2 separate regions of the Mus musculus genome follow, and region 2 is linked to region 1. A link is a contact called in public promoter capture Hi-C data. All regions are on one chromosome and are shown on one strand. The core of a region is the stretch at or near the end of the contact, and the rest is flanking DNA. Distances in the headings are between cores, read along the strand shown. Region 1 holds the start of Zc3h4 (zinc finger CCCH-type containing 4). Region 2 holds the start of Sertad3 (SERTA domain containing 3).

Region 1 (2,736 bases), core at 23-2,522:
GGCAAAGGAGGGTCTGTGAAGGAGAAAGGGAGAACAGGAGGTGGGAGTGGGGAGAAAGGGCTGAGACCCATGGTCTGAAGGGGTCCTCTGCGGTTCCCTGACGGCTGCGAGCGAGGCTTCTGTCTAGCGCATTCTCCACCCTACCCCCACCCCCGCCTGCAAGACTAGCTTTTCTGCTCCCTGAAACCCACCTATTTTCAAACCTACTCACTCCAGCTCCCAGGAATCAGCAAACTATGTACCCCTTATCTTTCGGCTCCAGCAGGGCAAAAATGGCCCCAAACCTCTCATCCTCAAAACACGCAGGGCTGGTCCCATTATCACCCGCCAGAGAAGGGCGTGGGGAACCCATTTCGCACTAGAGGACAAGAGGCGCCACAGTTCACGTCCTGCCAAAGCACACGGGGGAGATCTTTGCTCCCAAGGGGGCGATTGCACCCTGTTTTGCCCCAAAGAGGGGGCGATGCCCGGAGAAAGCGGTGGCCAACTTCCTCTACTATCCAATGCAGGAAAAGCAACCTTCATACAACCCCCCCGCAAAAAAACAAAAACCTTAAAACTAAGGACCCTCCACCACTGACTGTCACCTACCTACAAAAAGAGAGGGACCCCCCAAAAAAAAAAAAAAAACCAATAGGGTTTCCAAAGAAGGTCAGGGGATTTAATCAAAAGAGCTGGAAATGCACCCGTTACCTGCCTGCCTTCTAGGGAGAAGCTAGAAAATACCTCCCGCCAAAAAATTAAAAGTGCACCAGAGCCCCCATCCTAAGGAGTCCTCCTTAGAACGAAAGAGCGAAGGCTGATCCAAACCCCCATTTTTCTGCCTCCGTTAGACTCGGGTACCTATCCAAAATGGACAGGGTATGCGTCCCCCAGGAGAAAGGATACTGTAGGGGATTGGGAAGACCCCCAACTCCGAACCCCTTAAGAGAGGAGCTGCAAGCTGGAGATGCCCCTAAAACAAGAGAATCCGGGGGCCCCTCCCCCAAAAGCCTTCCCCGAAGCCAGGCGACAGGCCGCTGACGGCCAGCTCCCGGAGCAGGGGCGGCCGAGGAGGCTGATGGGCCTCGGCAAGCCCACCCCCTTGGCGGCCCGTGCCCCGGGCGGGCGGACGGACCGACAGACCGGCGGGCGCGGGGGGTCCGGGGGGCGCCTCCTCACCTTCCCCTCAGCATGGCGCCCAAAAAAAGACAGAGCGAGAGCGAGGGAGAGCGGGCGAACGCCGCGAGGGGGGGCAACGCATGAGGCCGGGAGAGAAAGCGAAGCGAGAAAGAGCGAGCGAGCTAGAGACACCCACCGACCCCGCCCTTCCTCCTCCTCCTCCTCCTCCTCCGCGGCCCGGCCCAACATGGCGGCCGTCCCCTTCCTCCTCCTCCTCCCCCCCTCCCACGGGGGACGCTGCCCGGCCCAGGCCGGGGGGCCTGACCTGTCGTCAGGGAGCGGGAGGCGGTGGTGGAGGAGGTGCGGGGTGGCCGCGCGGCCGTCGGGGGAACACGGAGGAGGCGAAGGCGTTGATGGCGGCGGTGGCGATGGCGGCGGTGGCGACTCTGATGGCGGCGGCGGGGGGGTCCCGGGCACGGCCTCCATCGTTCCTTTGAGGGGGAGGGGATGTTAATGCACCAAAAAGGACTGCTTGGGCGTGGCGGGAGGGGCACACTTCAGCGCTCCGGGGCCTCCTGATGGGAACTGGGCATATAGATACATAGATCGATATCGAGTATTTTTTTTTTCGGTTTCGGAGTCACCTCTGAGCCGACTTCCACGTAGGCCGCGAGGCCTAGGCCCCGGCAAGGCCGCCCGCCGCCTGCTTTCTCCGCAGCCTGGCCCTGAGGTCACTCGCTCACGGGCACGGGACCCTCATCGGGACGAGAGGTCCCCTTCCGCCACACACGCACGCACACACACACGCGGCCCCCCAAGGCCTGAGACCCGGGGGACACGGACACTGGTGGGTGGTTGGGTGTAATTAGCGCGGGCCCGCGCGCGACGGAGCAAGCGAAGGGAAAGGGGGGGAGAGGAGAGCGAGCAGGGGGGATGGTTAAAAAAAAATCGGGGAGAAGAGGGATCGGGCTATGGAGATGGGCCGACTGTCTGCCCGCCCTAGATGCCCCAGCTGCCGGGCCCCCGCCGCGGTCAGGAATTCACACAAAATGGCGGCACAGCCGGGACAAGCACGGAGGCTGAAGCCGGAGGAAGGGCGTGGAGGGAGGGGGTAGCGGAGAGGCCGGAGGAGCGTCACGTGGAGAAGGGCAGAGCCAGCCCGCCCGAAAGTCGGCGAAAAGAGCCGAAGCGGAAGGGCGAGGCGGAGGAGAGGGCACGGAAAGAGCCGAACACAGCTGAGATTAACGAGACTCTGAAAAAAGCCGGAAAGAGCCGAGGGAAGATCTAGGTCACTGCAGCAACGCGGAGCGGATCAGAGACCCACCTAAAGGACCAAGGGTGGTCGTGGGGGCGGGGCTAGGGAAGGCCGGGAGAGCCGGAAATAGCCGAAGCGCTTCGGGATGGGAGAAGCCCCCCCCTGGGGGGGGGCGAGGCGAGAGTCCGGAAAGAGCCGAAGTCAGGGAAGGGATCCCGGGAGGAGGCGGAAGTAGCCGAAATACATTGAGCGGAGCGAATAGGAATTAGCGAATAAGCTGAACGGGTGGGGCTAGAAAGGCGATTAATTAACTCAAGGGTAAATGACTTTCAGGAACTCGCCCCCAAAGCAAGCGAGAAGAGCCGAAAATTGCTAGTTTG
Region 2 (2,811 bases), core at 291-2,790, about 11 Mb before region 1:
GAGTATCACTTGTCTGTGGTAGGCACAACGTTGAATTTACATTATGGTAATCAATTTTAACATTTGGAAAGTGAAAATCCTAACTCTGGTCTCAATAGATCTTGTTATTGTTTTCCCACAATACTTTTTTCCTAACAGGTCACAGGACAAACAGGTATGGAGCACAGAGTAATGGACCAAACCCAAACTTGAGACAGGGTTTCTCTGTATTGCTCTGGAACTCCCTATGTGGATCAGGCTGTGTCTCGAACTCATATCGTACCGCCTCTTCCTCCCTGAAGGCTGGGATTAAATGTGTGTGAGACGAGGCTTAGCTGGGACGTGTGTGTTTAAATTCTTTTTTTTTTCTCCTTTTTTAACAAGAATATTTCTGTCCGTACCTGCTTCCTACAATTGAGTCTATGACCTCTCAAAAGAGAGGGAGTATTTCCCAAACTCCGACCCAAAGGAAAGCCAGCTAGAGCGAAACTAACCACAAACTGCACCCTCTAGCGACCAGTCCAACCCAATCATCTCTTTTTATAGGCACCACCCTTCCCTGGGTCGCTAGACCAGACCCAAGAACACCTCAATGTATCCTCAGGGCCTTCTGGGAACTGTGGACCCAAAGGCTCCAGGCAGAGCTTCGGCTGTCGCGTTGGAACTACAATCCCCAGAAGGCCCAGCACACCCAAGAGACTGGACACGCCCGCCCTCTCTGAGAGCATGCGTACGGGAGCTCCGGCTGGTGGGGGAAGGGAACCCGGACTTCAGCTGCCCAGCGGCCGCCGAGCCCCGCCCTCTACTGCCTTCGGGGCGGTGAATCCGAGCTCCACGCCCCGAGCGCCCCTCCCCCACCAGGCTTCAGTCAGAAACCTGTTTTCTCTGGGTCCCTATCACCCCAGGAAGTTCTGGATTCTTCCCCAAACTGTCCTCGGTGTGCAGAGGTCCAAATCCCATCACATCGCCCAAAGACGACAAATAACTCTCGGGTACATAGTTCCGCCGGCGAAACTGGATATCCCAATTCTGAGACCTCGTCCCAAATCTCCCCTCATTCGGCTCCACTTTCAAATGACTCTGGCTTTCCAAATACCCAGTCCGGCTCCGAGACCCAGTCAGTGAACTCTTCCCCGGCATTCCCTTCTCACGACGGCGTCTCAGAATCCAATACTCGGTTCCTCTAGTTCCCGGGTTCCTCTAAATGCTTCATATCCTAGCCTTAAAACGCTCACTTTGTCCAGAACACCGTGGAACTCCAAACTCAGCCTATTCTTCGAGACTCAAACTGTCCTACACTCTCCTCCAAAGTTCTTTCTCCGTTTTCCTGGCTTCTCCAAACTCCAACTCCTGAGTAATCCTGCTCCCCCTTCGGTGCTGATGCTGGAATTCAGCCTTCCACCCTCCAATGTCCATCAATCACACCAATCTGCTCTCCACTCGGGATACCCCGCTTCCGCCTACCGTGGGGGCGCGCCCCCGTCCTCCTCTAACTCCAGGGAAATCTCACACAGGCGGCCACTCCTCACCTCGGCTGCCAGGGTCGCCACGACTACCTCCGACAAGCCTGCAGGGTTGGGTTCCACCAGTGCTGGGTAGAAGTCCGGCTCACTTTCCCCGGGCCTCTGGGTCTGGCTGGGGGCCACTCGGCTCCTCCCCGGAGGCCAGTCGCAAGCCAGGATTGGTTGGAATCCTGCCCGCCGCGGGGCGCCATTGGCTAAGAGGAGCCACGGATGCTAGGCCCCGTCCATCACTGGGCCGGGTCCGGTTTAGGTTGGCTACTGGTCAGGGGGCGGAGCGGAGTCTCCACGGTGGAGTCTGGTAACGCCGTCAGAACTGCTACTTTGGACCCAGCTGTGTTTCTCACTCCTCTGTTTCACTGCAGACCCCTTATACCAGACCCCACTGAAGAGTGACACCGGGTGACACCATTCTCCCCTCCCTGCGGTTTTGCAGGCTTGGGGCAGATGGTGGAGGCCACGCCCCCCGGAGTTCCGAAGGCTGGGTCAAACCGGAGGGCGGGGGGGGGGATGACGCACTAGACAGCAGCCAATAGCATGATGCGGCTTGCGTTGCCTGAACGACCGCAGCCCCGCCCCTTAGCTGGCGGAGCTCTGCTTCCCCACCCCCAACCCGTCTTGTAGGAGGAGTCTATGCTTAACCTAGAGGGGTCTGCTGCTTGTTTGGGGGAACCTCCTGGATCCCAGGCAACGCTTTCGTTTTCCGCATTTGTCTGCCTGTTGCTGTTTACTCTTAAAGACTGCTCACAACTCTGGGAACAAACTCAAACTTATTATTATTATTATTATTTTTAGTTTTGGGGATTTAACATTTGAGCATTTTGAACAAACACCGTAGAACTGAGCTAAGATTTAAAATTTTGTGTGTGTGTGTGTGTGTGTGTTTAATTTTGTGATATGGTTTCGTAGTGAAGGGTTAGCTTGCTCTTCACTATTTGGTCTCTGGTACCCTCCTTCCTGTTTTCTAGGACTCACTTTCGGATTCTTTTTGTTTTAGGCAGTCTCGTGAAGCAGGACTCCAGTGTAGACAAGGGCCTTGAAATTCTAATCATGCTTGGCTTCCATATTGCTAGTCCTGGAGCTGCAGGTGTGTCCCTAAAGAAAATTCCTTTTGCTTAGTTTTTGTGGTGTTGGGCACGGAACACCGAGGTGGTGCTAGCCAAAGTACTCTTATCACTGAGCTACATCCCCAGCCACTTTTTTGTTTGTTTTCTGAGACAGCGTTTTGCTGTGTAGCCTAAGCTATTCTGGAATCTTTCATCTTCCTGCTTCGTTTTTCTAGTGCTAGGATTTAGGCATTACCAGCTTGTCT

Evidence for each region. Promoter capture Hi-C pulls out the DNA fragments that hold promoters and counts their contacts.
Region 2: a promoter capture Hi-C map of cranial neural crest shows a contact between it and region 1. The contact joins the promoter of Sertad3 here to the promoter of Zc3h4 in region 1. A contact is called at or near these places in 1 of 39 promoter capture datasets (cranial neural crest) and 1 of 484 Hi-C or Micro-C datasets (B cells).

The regions. Positions count from the first base shown.
Region 1 is chr7:16,399,732-16,402,467 of GRCm38.p6, reverse strand. Zc3h4 (zinc finger CCCH-type containing 4) reads right to left here and starts at 1,272. Exons shown (of 14, transcript NM_198631.2): 1 at 1,162-1,272. The coding sequence starts at 1,175.
Region 2 is chr7:27,472,569-27,475,379 of GRCm38.p6, reverse strand. It overlaps Sertad3 (SERTA domain containing 3), which reads right to left and starts at 1,540. Exons shown (of 2, transcript NM_133210.2): 1 at 1,509-1,540.